4 separate regions of the Mus musculus genome follow, and regions 2, 3 and 4 are each linked to region 1. The links are chromatin contacts, called in public Hi-C and promoter capture Hi-C maps. All regions are on one chromosome and are shown on one strand. The core of a region is the stretch at or near the end of the contact, and the rest is flanking DNA. Distances in the headings are between cores, read along the strand shown. Region 1 holds the start of Asb13 (ankyrin repeat and SOCS box-containing 13). Region 2 has its middle 48 kb from the start of Akr1c14. Region 3 holds the start of Ucn3 (urocortin 3). Region 4 overlaps Net1 (neuroepithelial cell transforming gene 1).

Evidence for each region. Promoter capture Hi-C pulls out the DNA fragments that hold promoters and counts their contacts. Hi-C and Micro-C count contacts between places; a contact is called where the count stands out from the background. Capture Hi-C pulls out chosen DNA fragments and counts their contacts.
Region 2: a contact with region 1 is called in a promoter capture Hi-C map of liver, with 2.8 times the contacts expected there. The contact joins the enhancer-like site here to the promoter of Asb13 in region 1. A contact is called at or near these places in 13 of 39 promoter capture datasets (the 3T3-L1 cell line, the HPC-7 cell line, HPC-7-derived erythroid cells and 8 more) and 3 of 115 datasets of contacts at active chromatin or transcription factors (bone marrow-derived macrophages and stem cell-derived neural progenitor cells).
Region 3: a contact with region 1 is called in a promoter capture Hi-C map of liver. The contact joins the promoter of Ucn3 here to the promoter of Asb13 in region 1. A contact is called at or near these places in 10 of 39 promoter capture datasets (the C10 cell line, the HPC-7 cell line, cranial neural crest and 6 more), 3 of 115 datasets of contacts at active chromatin or transcription factors (the 230-238 cell line, bone marrow-derived macrophages and stem cell-derived neural progenitor cells) and 5 of 9 other capture datasets (adipose tissue, embryonic stem cells, liver and 2 more).
Region 4: a contact with region 1 is called in a Hi-C map of regulatory T cells, with 3 times the contacts expected there. The contact joins the enhancer-like site here to the promoter of Asb13 in region 1. A contact is called at or near these places in 13 of 39 promoter capture datasets (the C10 cell line, the HPC-7 cell line, cranial neural crest and 9 more), 8 of 484 Hi-C or Micro-C datasets (CD4 T cells, Sertoli cells, Th1 cells and 4 more), 20 of 115 datasets of contacts at active chromatin or transcription factors (the 230-238 cell line, the SCID.adh cell line, bone marrow-derived macrophages and 15 more) and 4 of 9 other capture datasets (adipose tissue, liver, macrophages and 1 more).

The regions. Positions count from the first base shown.
Region 1 is chr13:3,632,327-3,636,450 of GRCm38.p6, forward strand. It overlaps Asb13 (ankyrin repeat and SOCS box-containing 13), which reads left to right and starts at 1,706. Exons shown (of 6, transcript NM_178283.4): 1 at 1,706-1,849. The coding sequence starts at 1,807.
Region 2 is chr13:4,009,147-4,013,270 of GRCm38.p6, forward strand. No RefSeq gene overlaps it. Among named protein-coding and RNA genes, the nearest start is that of Akr1c14, 48 kb to the right of the region's middle. Within about 2 kb of position 1,850, at least 2 of the 459 cell types and tissues checked have an H3K27ac peak or open chromatin away from gene starts, as enhancers often do. A contact at or near this core is called in liver, where this site is marked.
Region 3 is chr13:3,943,226-3,947,349 of GRCm38.p6, forward strand. It overlaps Ucn3 (urocortin 3), which reads right to left and starts at 2,124. Exons shown (of 2, transcript NM_031250.5): 1 at 1,616-2,124.
Region 4 is chr13:3,895,364-3,899,487 of GRCm38.p6, forward strand. All of the region lies in intron 3 of Net1 (neuroepithelial cell transforming gene 1), which reads right to left. Among named protein-coding and RNA genes, the nearest start is that of Net1, 21 kb to the right of the region's middle. Within about 2 kb of position 1,743, at least 10 of the 459 cell types and tissues checked have an H3K27ac peak or open chromatin away from gene starts, as enhancers often do. A contact at or near this core is called in regulatory T cells, where this site is marked.

The DNA.
Region 1 (4,124 bases), core at 456-2,955:
CTGGTCTACAGAGTGAGTTCCAGGACAGCCAGGGCTACACAGAGAAACCCTGTCTCGAAAAACCAAAAAAAAAAAAAAAAAAAAAAAAAAAAGAAAAGAAAATGGAAAAAAAATGATTGCTTAGGAAACCTATAACAAACATTTATATAACACATGTACAATATACATGTATATATTCATATGTGTTCGATATAGCCTATATTCACATTTGCAGAATCCGTGTCAGGAAAGAAATGCTGAAGAAAATACAAACATGCAGACCTACCACACAGACAAGAAGGAATACCGAATCACAGAATCTCACTGCAAATGTGTGAAAATGAAGCCTATTTTTATCTGCCTAAAAACGTAGAAAACTTGCAAAGAAGCATGTGCAAGACCTGAGAGATGGCTCGGTCGTGGGCTTGCTGAGCCATCTGACAGGACCAGAGCTTGGATTCTCAGAGCTCAAGAAAAACTGGGCAATGTAAGCTGTCATTCATAATTCCAGCAGTCTTGCACCGTGATGGGAGGAGGAAGTGGACGGCTCTCTGAGAGCCCACAGGCCTGCCAGGTGCAGCGGTGAATAGGAGACCCCGTCTCAAACAAATCAGAAGGTCCTCAAGGACTAACACGGACTGTATCCTCTGACCTGCAAACACACATGTAGTCACATACACTCACATATACATCAAACAAAGCAAAACCAAAACAAATGCCCCTGCAAAACAAAACAAACAAAAACAAAACCACAAGAGCCAAAATTTGATAAACAAATGGCCAAATAGATACAGATCCTTTTACTAAAAGATTTGGAATTTTATTCCAAGGTTTATTCCAGAAGTTCGGGTTCCCAACAGATACCATTCAAGGTCTCCTAAACCTGTGGTCCAAGGTGCAGATGAAGTTTCCGGCCATCCAAGCATCCTTACCTCAAAGGATGACTTCTAGTGCTATTTCCAGTGATTCTGATGTTATCATGTTCAAGTCACGTTGTATTTCCTCCGTGAGCCTCTGTACTGGTCAAGATGAGAGTGTCTCCCAAGTATCTCACGTTTTTGGTTGACCTGGAACCCCCTGGGAAGACTGGTTTCTCCTTTCTGCTAGGTTGCTCATAGAGCTCCAACTCCTTCTGCTAAACTGGTTAGTGAAACACCTGATTAAAACCATTCACCAAGAAACGTGGTTTTCTTCAATGAATACCAGCTATTTGAAAGTTAAGATTTATTTTGAAAGAAAGAAAGAGAGGGAGGGAGAGAGGAAGGGAGGGAGAGAGAGAGAGAGAGAGAGAGAGAGAGAGAGAGAGAGGAAAGAAAGAAAGAAGTTAGGCATTTTGATCACCATCTTCAGTGAAAACGTTTTCTTCAAAGTTTCAGGCATGAAGAGACTGAATACTTTGCTCAGCGGGATCAGTGTAAACCACAGAAGGCCAGTTTTGGCAGCTAAACACTTTTTGCACATGGGCACGCGTTTGAGGAGCTAAACATTTTGCATACGAACGTATCTTTTAGCTAGGACACCGGGATTTAAGCTTTTCTGCCAAACACAGGAGTTGTTAATGGACGTATATTCACTGGTGTCAACACGGACACATATTTTGCACTCTTCTGATTTGCATGTCACCCTTCAGCAGTGACAGCGGAGTGGGGACGCTCAGGTGGCACGCGGCGGATACAGAAACTACAACTCCCAGCGGTGGCCATGGTAGCAATCAGGCCCCGCCCAGCGGCCTGCGCTCCGGGGTAGGTCTCGGTTTAGGTCCCGGCTCAGGTCCCAGAGCTCTGAGTCACAAGGCCGGTAGACAGGGGAGCCCAGCGGGCGAGCAGCATGGAGCCGCGCGCCGGGGACGGCTGCTTCCTGGGAGATGTGGGTACGTGTTTCGCGCCGCAACCGCCAAGGACACCACACCGGGGCTGGAGTCAGGACCAGGAGATCAGCACTTGGGGACAGAGCAAGCTCATGGGTGGCCTTTGTCCCAGAGATGGGCATCGCGCGCCGTTCCAAGTTGGTGGTCAGAGGCGTTGGGGTGGGGTGTAGTGATTCGAGTAGGGCCCGGACGATCCTGGTCATCTCAGACCGACGTTTAATGTCTGTCGCCCTGTTTCTAGCCGGTGCACTGTGCAGCTGGTCTTCTCTGTGATGCACCAGGTATGGGATTCAGAACCGCCAGTCTACCAGAGCACCGCACACTTTGGGGAGCATGCGGGGTCGTTGCCCAATTCACCCGCAGAGTCTGGAAAGTGTACACTGGTTGGCAGCCTCATCCGGAGCCTACTGCGGTCACTGCACCACGTTTGGTGCAGTGAATTGCTTGCGGGGCTTAAAGCATCCTACACATACCCTGTAGGTTGCAGCAGCTGCAACCAGGGAGTCTGCTCCAGAATGAGGTCATGGCCCAACACTGGGACATACCTGGTGCTGAAGAAGTGTCCTCTGTACCTTTGGGCTGTTTTAATCCATAAAATGAATTTGAAGGCAAAGGAGCATTCTTTGGAGAAGTACATTTTTTTTCTTGTTTACAAAATAATAATATGGTAAATAGAAAGGACAATGACATTGTGCTTCAATAGCTTGAAAATAAATAGAAGAAAGAAAGCCAAAATGTTCCTTTATGTGAGTTAAAAAAAAAGTAATGTAAGCCGGGCATGATGGCGCACGCCTTTAATCCCAGCACATGGGAGGCAGAGGCAGGAGGATTTCTGAGTTCGAGGACAGCCTGGTCTACAAAGTGTGTTCCAGGACAGCCAGGGCTACCCAGAGAAACTCTGTCTCAAAAACCAAAAAAAAAAAGTAATGTAAAGAAAATCGAGTTAATTTAGCTGCAATTTATTATGATTGTAATTACAATCATAACAAGGTAGATAGATCTTTTAATTGATTTCTTCAAAACAAACTCCTTCAGAACAATCAAAGCCTCTTTAATAAGCACCTGTTTTTCTTGGCACCCTTGGCTGGCACAAGACTTTGACCCTGATAGCGTGGTCACTATTTGATTCGTGTGACTAGGCAGTGGATGGCTAACCACAGAAGCCTACTAAGCATACATTTTTTTGTTCAGATAGGGGTTAGTCTGGCATCAGAGCCTGGCATGAGGGCTCTTACCTGTAATCCTAACCCTCAGAAAGTAGAGACAGTGGGGCTGTGAGTTCTAGGCCAACCTAGGCTATATGTCACAATATTTTCTCTAAATATTTTTTAAAAACACCACTCCCAAGTATATTTTCTGCATAGCTTGTGGAGAAATCTTTTTTTTTTTTTTCCTAGACGGGGTTTCTCTGTGTAGCCCTGGCTGTCCTGGAACTCACTCTGTAGACCAGGCTGGCCTCGAACTCATAAATTCGCCTGCCTCTGCCTCCCGAGTGCTGGGATTAAAGGCATGCGCCATCACTGCCCAATGAAAATCATATTCTTGATTAGCGGGTGTTAGGGTTCTTGGCTATTTTTGACACTGTAATTTAAAAAATTTAATATGTGTCCCCAAAAATGTGCCCTGCTGGTATTTGTATTTCTGGCTTAAACTGAAGGTGCTGGATCCAAAACAGTACCACTGTTCCAGTAAAAGTGGAACCCACCACAGGGAACTTTAACTGTAATATTCTGACTTCTAATATTATATTCCTGCTGAATGGTAACCAGAATATTTATGTATAGCACTTTTAGATTACTTTCATTTGCTTATGTAATTTTCTCTCGATTTCATGAGGTCTTTTTTTTTTTTTTTTTTTCCTCGAGACAGGGTTTCTCTGTGTAGCCCTGGCTGTCCTGGAACTCACTTTGTATACCAAGCTGGCCTCGAACTCAGAAATCCGCCTGCCTCTGCCTCTGCCTCCTGAGTGCTGGGATTAAAGGCCTGTGCCACCACACCTTGGCTTCATGAGGTCTTTGGAGAGAAAGGAAAGAAAAGATCTTCCATGTGTTATTAGGAACCCTCTGGCTTTACCATTTTTATCCCTGTGACATGTTCAGTCTTAGCAAGGATTCAGGATGCTTTTCAAGGCTTAGAATGAAACTTTGAATGGTTAGAATGAAAACGTGGGGCTGGTGAGATGGCTCATCGGTTAAGAGCACTGACTGCTCTTCCGAAGGTCCTGAGTTTGAATCCCAGCAACCACATGGTTGCTCACAACCATCTGTAATGAGATCTG
Region 2 (4,124 bases), core at 600-3,099, 380 kb after region 1:
TAAGTTCTTTCTTTATTTCTTCATTGACCCATTTTTTTTTTCATAGAGAGTTGTTCAGTTTCCATGAGTTTGTAAGCTTTCTGTTGTTGATATCCAGCTTTAACCCACAGTGATCTGATAGGATGCTGGGAATTATTTCAAAATTCTTGTATCTGTTGAGACTTGCTTTGTATCAGAGTAGGTGGTCAGTTTTGGAGAAAGTTTCATGAGGTACAGAGAAAAATGTTTATCCGTTGGTGTTTGAGTGAAATATCTGTAAACATCTGTTAGACACATTTGATATACAATGTCTGTTAACTCCAGTATTTCTCTGGTTTTTGTCTAGATGACTTGTTTATTGGTGAGAGTAGGGTGTTGAAATCTTGTCCTATCTGTGTGTGAGGGTCAATATGTGATTTAAGCTATAGTAGTGTTTCTTTTACAGAGGTGGGTGCCCTTGTGTTTAGGGAATAGATGTTAAAAATTGAAATTGTCATCTTGGTGAATTTTGTTTTCTTTGATGAGTATGTAGTATCTTTCCCTATCCATTTTGATTAGTTTTGGTTTGAAGTGAGATATTAAAATGGCTATACCAACTTGTTTCTTAGGTCCATTTGTTTTGAATATCATTTTTGAATCCTTTATCTTGAGATAATGTTTATCTTTGAGATTGAAGTGTGTTTCTTGAATGCAGCAAAATCACGAGTCCTGTTTCTGCATCCATTATCTTTGTCTGTGTCTTTTTATTGGGGGAATTGAGACCATTACTATTAAGACATTTCAATGACCAATGTGTTGATTACTCTTATTTTTATGGTGTGTGTATGCAGTATATCATTTTCTGTAGGACTGGATTTGTAGATACATAGAGTTTAAATTTTGTTTTATCATGGAATATCTTATTTTCTCCATGTATGGTGACTGAGAGTTTGGCTGAGTATAATAGTATTCTGGTCTGGGACCTGTGGTCTCTTAGAGTCTATAGCACATTTGTTAGGCCTTTCTAGTTTTAAAATCTCCACTGAGAGGTCAGATGTAATTCTAATAAGTATGCCTTTGGTGTTACTTGGTCCTTTCCCCTTGTAACTGCTAATATTATTTCTTTCTTTCTGTATGTTAAGTGTTTTGATTATTATATATAAAGGTACTTTCTTTCCTGGTCCAATCCATATGCATCTTATACTTTTATAGACATCTCCTTCTTTTGGTTAGGAATATTTTCTTCTATGACTTTGAAAATATTTTCTGGGCCTTTGAGCTGGGTTTCTTATTTTTGCTCTATTCTTACTATTCTTAGATTTGGTCTTTTCATACTGTGCCAGGTCTCCTGGATGTTTTGTGTCAGGAAATTTTTAGATTTAACATTTTCTTTGACCAATGTACCCATTTTTTCTATTGTATATTCAACACCTGAGATTGTTCCATTTCTTGTATTCTATTGGTGATGCTTGCCTCTGTAGTCCCTGTTCAAATTCCCAATTTTTAAATTTCCAGCATTGATTCTATATCCACATTCAGGTCTTGCACAGTTTTATTCTGTTCCTTGCATTGTTTGTCTTTTCCTGGGTTTCTTCAAGGGTCTATATTATCTTTATACAAGTTATTGTTAGGTCTTTTCCTTGGGTTTCAGCTATGTTTGAATATTAGGTGCCTGCTGAGGTAGGAAAGCTGGGCTCCAGTAGAGACGTACTGTCTTGATTGTTATTAATTGCGTTTTTATGCTGACATTTAGGTATCTGGGATTGGGAGTCTGGGCAATAAAAATCTAGTTTTTTTCTCTGTTCGGTGAGTGTTTTGATCTTTGGACTTTGGGAAAGTGTGTTGACTATGTGTGGCTTGCTAAACATTTTCTGTGGATCTGTTTTCCTGGCCTGTTTCGCTGGTGTGTTCCCAAGGTATGCCTGCTTGTGTTGTGAGGTTGGCATAATTGGGTGACTTTGGGGAGAAGATATTTGTTATTTATTGAGGGTGATGTCAGAGAGGAAATGGAGACTGCAGCAGGTTTTCTGCTACAGTTGGAGATGAGACTGAGGGGATCTGGAGGAGCAGCAGGAGAGGTGTGGTTCTGCCTATTTGTTGCCCTGCTCTATTGCTCTTTTTAATAATTGCATATTCTTTGGTAATTTCACACTTGTGTGCAATGTATTTAGATAGTATTCATCTCATACTTCCTCTGCAATGCTTCCCATGACCCACGCCCTACTTTTTTGTTTTTTTGAACTTCATGACTTCTTCCTTCTACTGTATGGGTTTCGTGGACTGAACTCAGATTGCCACTCTGGGTGGCAAGCTCATTTACTTGCTGAGCCATCTCCCTGGGCCAGTTCCATGGTTCTATATTAGGACCACTTTATTAGTGATGAGGATGAACCAGAATTCAGTATTCTGGTTACAACTGCTACGTGATAAGCAAATTCCTTCTTATGTGTTGTTGAGTCAGACACTGTTCAAAGCAGAAGTTTGAGCTTGGGCTATAACTTGGTTGGTAGAGTGTTTACCCAGCATGTATGAACATGGGGCTCAGTCTCCAGAACTATATAAACCTGTCATGGTGGTGGTATAAGCCTGTAATCCTAGCACTTGGGAGGTAAAGGGAGAAGGATCAGGTATTCAAGAGTGATTTTGAGGCCAGCCTGGTCTGTATGAGATTCTGTCTCAAAGCTAACCAATCAAGCCATCGTCATCAAATATCACAAAAGAAAACATCGAGTAATGTTATCCATCTGTGCAAGGGCTCTGACATATATGAGAGATGACTGTTGTTGAGCTTGTTGCACATCAGAGTCCTCTGTTTTGTTTTGGATGACAAAGCACCTGGAAGACAAGTACCACACAGTGCTTTGCATTTTTAGAAAGCCTCAGAGTAAGAAGCTCAGTAGAGCTGTTTTGCTCACAGCCTGCCCTGCTCATCTAGTGACTGACAAGGTGCTTAGAGATGGAGGGCATTCTAATTTTATCTGTAGTCATTGTCTGTGCCACCTGGGACAAAACACCCTGATTTGTCAGTGACATAGGCTTCAGTTTTCCTGTCTGTGACATAGGCTGGTGGGAGTAATAGTTCTTAAATGGTCAATACTTTTTTTTTTTTTAACAATTTTTTATTAGATATTTTCTTCAGTTGCCTTTCAAATGCTATCCCGAAAGTCCACTATACCCTCCCTGCAACCTGCTCCCCAACCCACCCACTCCCTCTTCCTGGACCTGGCATTCCCCTGTACTGGGGCATATAATCTTTGCAAGACCAAGGGCCTTTCCTTCCAATGATGGCTGACTAGGCCATCTTTTGCTATATATGCAGCTAGAGACATGAGCTCAGGGGGTACTGGTTAGTTCATATTGTAGTTCCTCCTACAGGGTTACAGACCCCTTCAGCTCCTTGGGTACTTTCTCTAGCTCCTCCATTGGAGGCCCTGTGTTCCATCCAATAGATGACTGTGAGCATCCACTTCTGTATTTGCCAGGCACTGGCATAGCCTCACAAGAGACAGCTATATCAGGGACATGTCAGCAAAATCTTGTTGGCATATGTAATAGTGTCTGAATTTGGTGGCTGATTATGGGATGGATTTCCTGGGTGGGGCAGTCTCTGGATGGTCCTTCCTTCTCTCTCAGCTCCAAACTTTGTCTCTGTAACTCCTTCGATGGGTATTTTGTTCCCAATTCTAAGGAGGGACGAAGTATCCACACTTTGGTCTTTCTTCTTCTTGAGTTTCATGTGTTTTGCAAATTGTATGTTGGGTATTCTAAGTTTCTGGGCTACTATCCATGTATCAGTGAGTACATATCATGTGAGTTCTTTTGTGATTGAGTTATCTCACTCAGGATGATATCCTCCAGATCCACCCATTTGCCTAAGAATTTCATAAATTCATTGTTTTTAATAGCAGAGTAGTAATCCATTGTGTAAGTGAACCACATCTAGTGGGAAAAAGACAGCATTTTCAACAAATGGTGCTGGCACAACTGGCAGTTATCACGTAGACGAATTCTAATTGATCCATTCTTATCTCCTTGTACAAAGCTCAAGTCTAAGTGGATCAAGGAACTCCACATAAAACCAGAGACACTGAAACTTATAGAGGAGAAAGTGGGGAAAAGACTCGAAGATATGGGCACAGGGGAAAAATTTCTGAAGAGAACATCAA
Region 3 (4,124 bases), core at 874-3,373, 310 kb after region 1:
CACACATATGCATTTATATAATACACACAGATTCATGCATCCACATTCATATATGCACACATACACACGGACATACATACAACCCCCCTGCACTCATTATAGTTTCCTGTAACAATCCTTCATTCCTAGAGGCATGTTGTAGCTGCCGCCTTTCTTTCCTTTTAAAGTAATTTATTTGCTTCTTTGTTTAGAATCATAAGCATTTTATATTTTATAGTATTTCATGACAAAAATACATGAACCTTGCTTTAAAGAATCCGAATACATACACAGGGCAGCTATGAGTGTGTCACAGGGTTTAGTGACAGCACACACTTCAGAATGAGACAGAAATCTGGTCCTTTGTCTGAAGCCCTCAGACAGATTCCTTAGCCCTGTGAAATTCAATGTCCTTGTTGGGCAAATGGGGTGACCACACTGTCTCACAAAGGCTAAGTGATGAATTAAAGTCAAACAGCCAATGTGTGAGAGTGTATGCTCTAGCCACGCACTCCCCAGGCTGGTTCATCACAGAGCTGGTTCGACTCTAAGTGAGTGTACAGCCGTGAGGAGATTCTAGGGCACACACAGCCTCGATGGCTGGATCCTTCCTACACTCTGATGCTCACTCCACTTGCTCTCCCTAAGACTGCAGGGACCAGCTTAGATTTTTATACGAGAATCACAAATACTGCTGAAAACTCAATGTATTTTGTATCCATGCCCATCTTGGGACTGACCCCACCCCTACTGGTTGCTCCTTCAGTCTGAAGTAAGCCCTGAATTTACAAGCCAGCACCTTAAAGACCTGGGCCACTTCGAATTCTGTATTTCTTTGGCCTTTCCTTCTGCGATGTGCCAGACTTTTGTGATGTGGAGATTTTCTCTCCCTGTGGTTCCTTGGGGCTCTTGAGAACCTCGGTAGCAGCAGAGAGAGCCAACAGAGCCTTAAACTAAATCACATCTTCAATAAATATTTGTTACATAAACTGACATTCAGATTAGCATTTAGGCACTTAAGGAGATTAATTTGCAGGAAACCATAGTTTCCATTCTCCTTTTAGATGTATTGTCTGTGCAGATACATGCTATTACCTGTTACTGAGGGAGAAGCGTGTTCTTTGAGGCACAGGGCTTTTGTTGTTGTTGTTCTTACTTTGAAGCCACACATATGTGTTTCTGCACACATATGTGCAGAAAACAGTGCTGCAAAATTACTGTCTACAGTTTTCCCAGGAAAAATTTTAAAAGTTTCCTCTCTTGCTATGACCTGGCCTCCCTGGAGGCTCCTGCTGTATAGGTTTACCTATGGATTTGTGTCCTGCTCATCTCATGGGCTGAGAGAGAGAGAGAGAGAGAGAGAGAGAGAGAGAGAGAGAGAGAGAGAGAGAGAACAAACTGCATTGGATCTGCCACTTCTTCAGAATGGTCATTTTGCACCCTGAATAATTTCTCCCTGGTGTCTCTGGTACCAATTTCTGCGGATTTAACACAACCCTGGCCATGGAGTTCAGCACTCTTTTCCCATGAGTTCCCACCGGGAACTGCTAACAACTCAGCTGTCTAGTTACCAGCCAGCCCTTGTTGAGAGAAAATACATTTACACTTCATAAATCAGTCCCGAGGACAACCTTACCTGTAAGTGGACTTTGCTCTGGAGTGGAAATGCTCAGGTCGAGGGGCACAGCTTCCGGGCCAGGAGGCTACTCCCTGCAGGTCCTCTGAACTTCTGACTGTTCAGGGTTGCAGCTTTGTCTTCTCTGGTACTGATTGTAGTGGGCTGTGATCGTTCCTCTCTATGGAAACCGCTCCACTCCCCTGTGCATATATGTAAAAGTGGCAGATCACAGGGTGGATCGTAATTCCAGATGTAGTGTCTACATTAGGATGAGATTTCATTTAAAATACAAGAGCCGGCTGTGCACGTCACAGAGATGACAGGTACTCAGGAGACTGTAACCCCTCCTGCCTTCCCCTCCTCTAGTCACCTCCTTCTTCCCCTCCTGCCCTTGCAACTTGCTTCATTAATTAAAGACAAAAGAAAACAAATAACAACAGAACCCAAAACACAGGTAAGCCGAGAAGCAATGTCTTTGGACAGAGTTTCATTACTGATTTTAATTCCAGCTAATTCTAGCCTCTTCTAACCTCTCCCTCCCGCTCACCCTCCCAGTGGAAATCTGGGGCTCCAAACTGCTTTGCAAGCAGAGAAGGTGGTTTGGAGTTCATCTGTTGCCTTGTCCTTTTGTGGGTTCTGACAGCAGTGTTAGCCAGCTACTCATACAGCTCATTATCACTGTGTACTTGGCAAAGACTTCTGTGTCCAGAGATTTTTAATAGGAAACCACTTGAATTTTACCAGTCTGTGAACACACTATTTACTGGACACCTACTGTGTGCCAGGCATGGTTTTCAGTCTCTGAGAGAATTCAATGATAAGGAAGTTGGGAGTTGGGGCTGGTATAGAAAAGAGGTTGAGGTAGATGAGAGAGAGAGAGAGAGAGAGACAGAGACAGAGAGAGAGACAGAGAGAGAGACAGAGAGAGACAGAGACACAGAGAGACACAGAGAGAACAACTATCAATTGGCAAATGCCTTAGTTTAGAAAGGAGCGTATCTAAGCACTTGAGAGCTCCTTATGCTCAGTGAGGGGAGAGCAGGAGGTGTGAACACAGTAGGTCAGTGATCTGGTGTGGACAGAGCTGAGGGGCAGAGGCAGCGGGGAAGGAGCTAGGCAAAAGGAAGTTAGGTCTGGCCCATACTTAGAAGTGCTCTGAAGACCTGTTTAAAGAACAAACATCACTTAATATGTCCTAGAAGATTCGAAGGGGGCAGGGTCCATATAGGTGACCCTTAGTTCATAGATGAGAAATAGTTTGCTGGTGGTACCACATAGGCTTAGGGTAACAGAATAAGGTTAGAACTAGCCTTACTAGGCACAATGCCATTTCTAATCCACTTTAGACTTTGGGCTGAGAAGAATTTTTAAAGAGCCGTGGGACTGACTGGGTCTCTGTAGTCTTCGTGTCAAACCCAGAGTCCCCAGCCCAGGTGATTGTTCCTTTTGTGAAATTCCAGGTGAAGAGCTAGGTGGGCTTCTCAGATGATCAAGGCTCCTTCATGCCCATAAATCTTTTGAAGGAAAAGTAAAGAAGGGGACCAAGGTACCCAGTCTCTTCAAACACTCTATCTTTCTTTATAAGATATGAAACTAAGGGCTGTAGTGTAGCTCAGTGATAGAGCACAAAGCCCTGGGTTCTACCCACCAGTCGGACAAGTTTCAGAGTGATATGAAATTGAACCCCGTTTCTCAAGAGGTGTCTGGGATGGGATTCCCTGGAGGTCAGAGGTAAAGTGCAACTAGATTTGTGTTTGATTCAAATCTGCCAGTTCTATCATCAATTAATTAGTATATACTAGTCTAGGAGAAGGTTTTCTGTTTGTTTGTTTGTTTGTTTGTTTGTTTTTTATTAGACAGCCAGGGAACTCAGGCAGATGGAGAGTAGGTGGTTAGAAACTTGAACTTGAGTATTTCTCTTTCATGAGCTCTGTGTGGCAGGGAGGAGAACTTCTGAAGAGTGTAAGCATGGGCACATGCAGATCAGGATGTCTCTACCTTGGTTGTACTGTCATTTCTGTCAGACAGTCTCATGATGTCTTTACAGAGCCCAGTATTTAGGGGCATCTGTCTCTTCTGTTCTCTGTGGTAACAAAACCACCCATCCACATATCGTTTGTGGTGACCCAAACAGCCTGGGGAGGGGAGACACTAATCCTTAGCTACTTTCCTTTCCTTTGTTTTACTTTATTTTTTTTTGTATGTGAGTACATGGTACCTGTCTTCAGACACACCAGAAGAGGGGATCAGATCCCATTACAGATGGTTGTGAGCCACCATGTAGTTGCTGGGAATTGAACATCAGATCTCTGGAAGAACAGTCAGTGCTCTTAACCACTGAGCCATCTCTCCAGTCCTACTATTTCTTTTTTTTTCTTTTTAAACTTTTTATTGATTCTTTATGAATTTCATCTCATACACATCAGTCCCACTCATCTTCCCATCCCTTTGGTTTTGCCCTTGCTATCACTTCCCTTAAAAGAAAATAAAAAACAAAAATAACTAAAAAAATAAACAAAGCAAACCA
Region 4 (4,124 bases), core at 493-2,992, 260 kb after region 1:
TCCTGGCAAGGGGGCGGGAGAATCAGTGGCAAACAGTGAGGTGAGACTAAAGCATGATTTACCAATGTACAGCCTAGCACCACCTTGTCCAGGAAGGGCCATGGCTATGTCTGTATCTACACATTCAGGCCACCACCAGGGTCTCGCAGGGCTCTGCATCTTGCTGTTTGAGTGGTGGAGCCTGCTTTAGAGTTGATGACTATTTGTAAAAGCAGCTGGTACACGGCTTCACTTGGAGGCACGTGAATATCATGGACTTTCAGGTAAGATCAAAGGTCCTTCGAGATAATACAAATAAATAGTGTAGGCCAGCAGGACCCGCTGAGACACTTGGTCCAGTTAGCTTCCTCAGTTAAAAACCAACGCAAGTGAGGCCAACAGCATGGCCACACAGTCCCAGCAGGGAAGAGAAGGAAGTGCAGTGGGGTTAGGAAAGAGGCTGCCAGGGATTCTCATGGGTCTCTTACCCAACGTCTTCTCAAAACTGTTTTTCCACTTAGCTCTGTGTGAAGTATGGCCAAGATAAGGAGGGGAAAGGATAGTTTTCATTTCCGTCTTTCAGCTGGGACCCTAGAGGGAAAGACTGATGTCTCAAGCAGAAAGTCTATGTGAAACAAACTGGATCTAGCATAGTGGACCAGTTAAAACCAAAACAGTTTACAGCAAACAAACGAAAACAACAAACCTTTGGCCAGTAAACTCTTAGTTTCATTTTAATGTGTAGGTTTGTGGTCTAATCTTGAACAAGACAACTAGATAACGTCCCAAAGTCACAACATGGACATGTCCACGTTCAGCTGGCACAGACTAGTGACCCATGCTCTTCAGTTTACTCAAGAGGAAACTTAAAGGGAGGGGTGAAGAACAGGAAGGGAACTCTGTGTTACAGCTCCATGCATGTGACTTTATTTAATAATGCTACAAAGCATCACTGCTGTCACCTTGAAGACGGAGAAAGATGGGAATTTAAGAAACTTATCCAAAGGTGCTGGTGACTCCGTGCCTGGAAAGAGTTGAACGTGTTCAACTTTGTTGTGGTATATCTTCCAGACAAGAGACCAGGCATAAACCCCTCAGCATATGTTCTGGTAACCTACACAGTGCGTAGAAAGCACTAGAACGAGGTTCAGAAGAGCGAGATTTCAAATCTAAACCTCCTGAGTCCTGTGCCGATGTTCATTTAATAATGGCTAATGTCTTAAAGAGGAGACCACAGGCAAAGGCTGGGACTTCAGGTGACTTACAATAACAGGATAGGCACAGAGATAAATTAGTTGGTTAACGTTAGGAGAGGCCTTATTTCAACCAGTGGTCATGCCCAGTGAGGCTCTCAACAGCAAGGTTTTCCCAGTTCTTGACTGATGGTACCATGGAGGTAATCAGCCGGTTGAATTTCCATTGTGTGGGGAATAAGATGTGAAAAATTAAAATTTATCCTTCACTTATCTAAAAATAGCACAGCTTGGTAAACAGAATCAAGTTTCTGATAAAGTTACTGGTTTGCAAGGCCCAGCTTTAGTTAGAGAACCTTGTTCTGCCTGGATGGAAAGGTCACACTGCGTCCTCTGTCTACCAAAAGGGGACTGTTAGGCTATCCTTATGCCTACGGTGAAAACTCAACCTACATTTAGTATGAAGTAAACTCAACCTTGAAAGTAAAAAACACTTTTTGCTGTAGGTACTGCTTCCTTTTATCAGGTAAGTTGGCAAGCAGGCTCAGGACTGCCGAAGACCAACTAAGTTCTCTGCTGCCCTCTACAGGAAATACTGTGAAATGCAGGGGCAGCCTGCTTTTCTCAACATGGTAATCACGTTTGTTTAGGTTACTATATCGATGATTACATAAACAAGTTTTTCATTTGAAGAAAAACATAGATTATTTATACCTCTGACCCTCATGTAAACATTTATTTAAATGTTGTATAGTGCATAAAACACATTCCACAGATCATAAATACTTCAGGACCTTTTCTAAATGCAAGGAACTGTTCTATTTTTAAAACTCTAGACTTAAAAATCACAAATATGTAACATGTATTATTTTTCTACTAAAATAGATAAGTTATAAATAACATTCAAAAGTGTTACTAAAAAAGGAAGCACCAATAAAGAAATGGGAACTTTTGAGAAATCTACTACTAACAAAAAAGTACAGAAACATTATGAAAGAAATGAGTAATGAAGTTATTTGTGGATTTGTTTTTTAAAAAGTCACTGATTTAAAAAGTGTGTGTATTCAAGCTTTAGTAAGTACTTTGGTGTAGAAAAGAGCTTAGCTGAGGTCAATTAAGTGCTATTGAACAAGAGTACAAAAGATGATGTTTGCATCTTGTTCTTTGTAAAGATAACACAAATACCAAGTAAAATGAGTACTGCTGTTTGTGGTGACTTTGTCTCAAATACACAGGATAATAATAATTTCCAGTAGAGTGTATTAGTTCCTATCTTGAGATTTATTATTATTATTATTATTATTATTATTATTATTATGTGTGTGATATGTATGTGTGCAGATATGAATCAGAGGACGGCTTTAGGGCCTGGTTCTCTCCTTCCACTGCGAGTTCTAGGGATCAGACTCTGGGTGTTTGGCTTGTGTGACCAATGCCTTGACCTCCTGTGTCATCTTGCCAGGCCACATCTCTTCTGATACACTAGGATGCTGGTTCCTCCCATTTTCTCTGAACCTAAACTGGTCCAGGTTGCTGCATCTTCAGCACTCTTCCCTCTCCTTACTCTGAGTTCAGCCCCTGCTCCTGCACTGTATCGTGCCTCACCTGCACTGCACAATGCCTCACCTGCACTGCACTGTCCTTCACCTGCACTGCACAATGCCTCACCTGCACTGCACTGTCCTTCACCTGCACAGCATCGTGCCTCACATGCACTGTGTCATGCCTCACATACACTGCACTGTCCTTCACCTGCACTGCACAATGCCTCACATGCACTGCACTGTCCTTCACCTGTACAGCATCGTGCCTCACCTGCACTGTCCTTCACCTGCACAGCATCGTGCCTCACCTGCACTGTATCGTGCCTCACCTGCACTGTATCGTGCCTCACCTGCACTGCACTGTCCTTCACCTGCACTGCACAATGCCTCACCTGCACTGCACAATGCCTCACATGCACTGCACTGTCCTTCACCTGCACTGCACAATGCCTCACCTGCACTGCACAATGCCTCACCTGCACTGCACTGTCCTTCACCTGCACTGCACAATGCCTCACCTGCACTGCACAGTGCCTCACATGCTCTGCACTGTCCTTCACCTGTACAGCATCCTGCCTCACCTGCACTGCACAGTGCCTCACATGCTCTGCACTGTCCTTCACCTGTACAGCATCGTGCCTCACCTGCACTGCATTGCTTGCCTTCCACCGTGCTCGTTAACTGTTGCTGCGTGTGGGACAGGTGACACAGAGGGCATCTCTGACTAAAAGCCCACAGGAGCTGGCAGGTAATAAGCTCCCCTCTTTAGAGTCTCTTGAGGAAACAACTCCACGGTGCATTTTACATGGCTCTTCTGTATGTCCCAGCAAGAACAGCTCTGCCAGGGGTGGAAGTTGGCTTAATTACACACATCACATGTTCAACTCCCATTTCACTGTCCATCTAGTACCTGAGAACACATCTCAAGATAGGCCATCTGTCAGTGAGAGCTCATTCCATGGTGGGATCCCAGGCATCGTCATCTACACTGTGACTGGCCTTACAGACAGGACGCACAGGGTTTCTGCAATCGAATCACTCAGTGTCACAACAGTGGAGAGCATGGTTAGGCTGGATTGAGATAATGCAGGGCAAGGCAGCAGCTTTATAAAAAGTGCCGACAAGTGACTAATAGGGGAAAACTGTAGTTTTAATGAACTGATTTACATTTTAAATTTTAATTAATAAAATTGATTTTTACCATTAATCTTTAAAAGCTCTGAAAAAATATTCAGCAGATTCTTCTTAATGTTTTCTGAATCGTGGTGGCAACAGCCAACTTCAGCGTCCTTGCTGTCTGAGTCATTACATTTACGCTAAGATCTGAAGCAGTACCGCATGCTAGGAAGAGACACTGACAACAGCCATTAGGCAAGGAGCAGACTGGGGCACGGTGGCCTCCTGCATG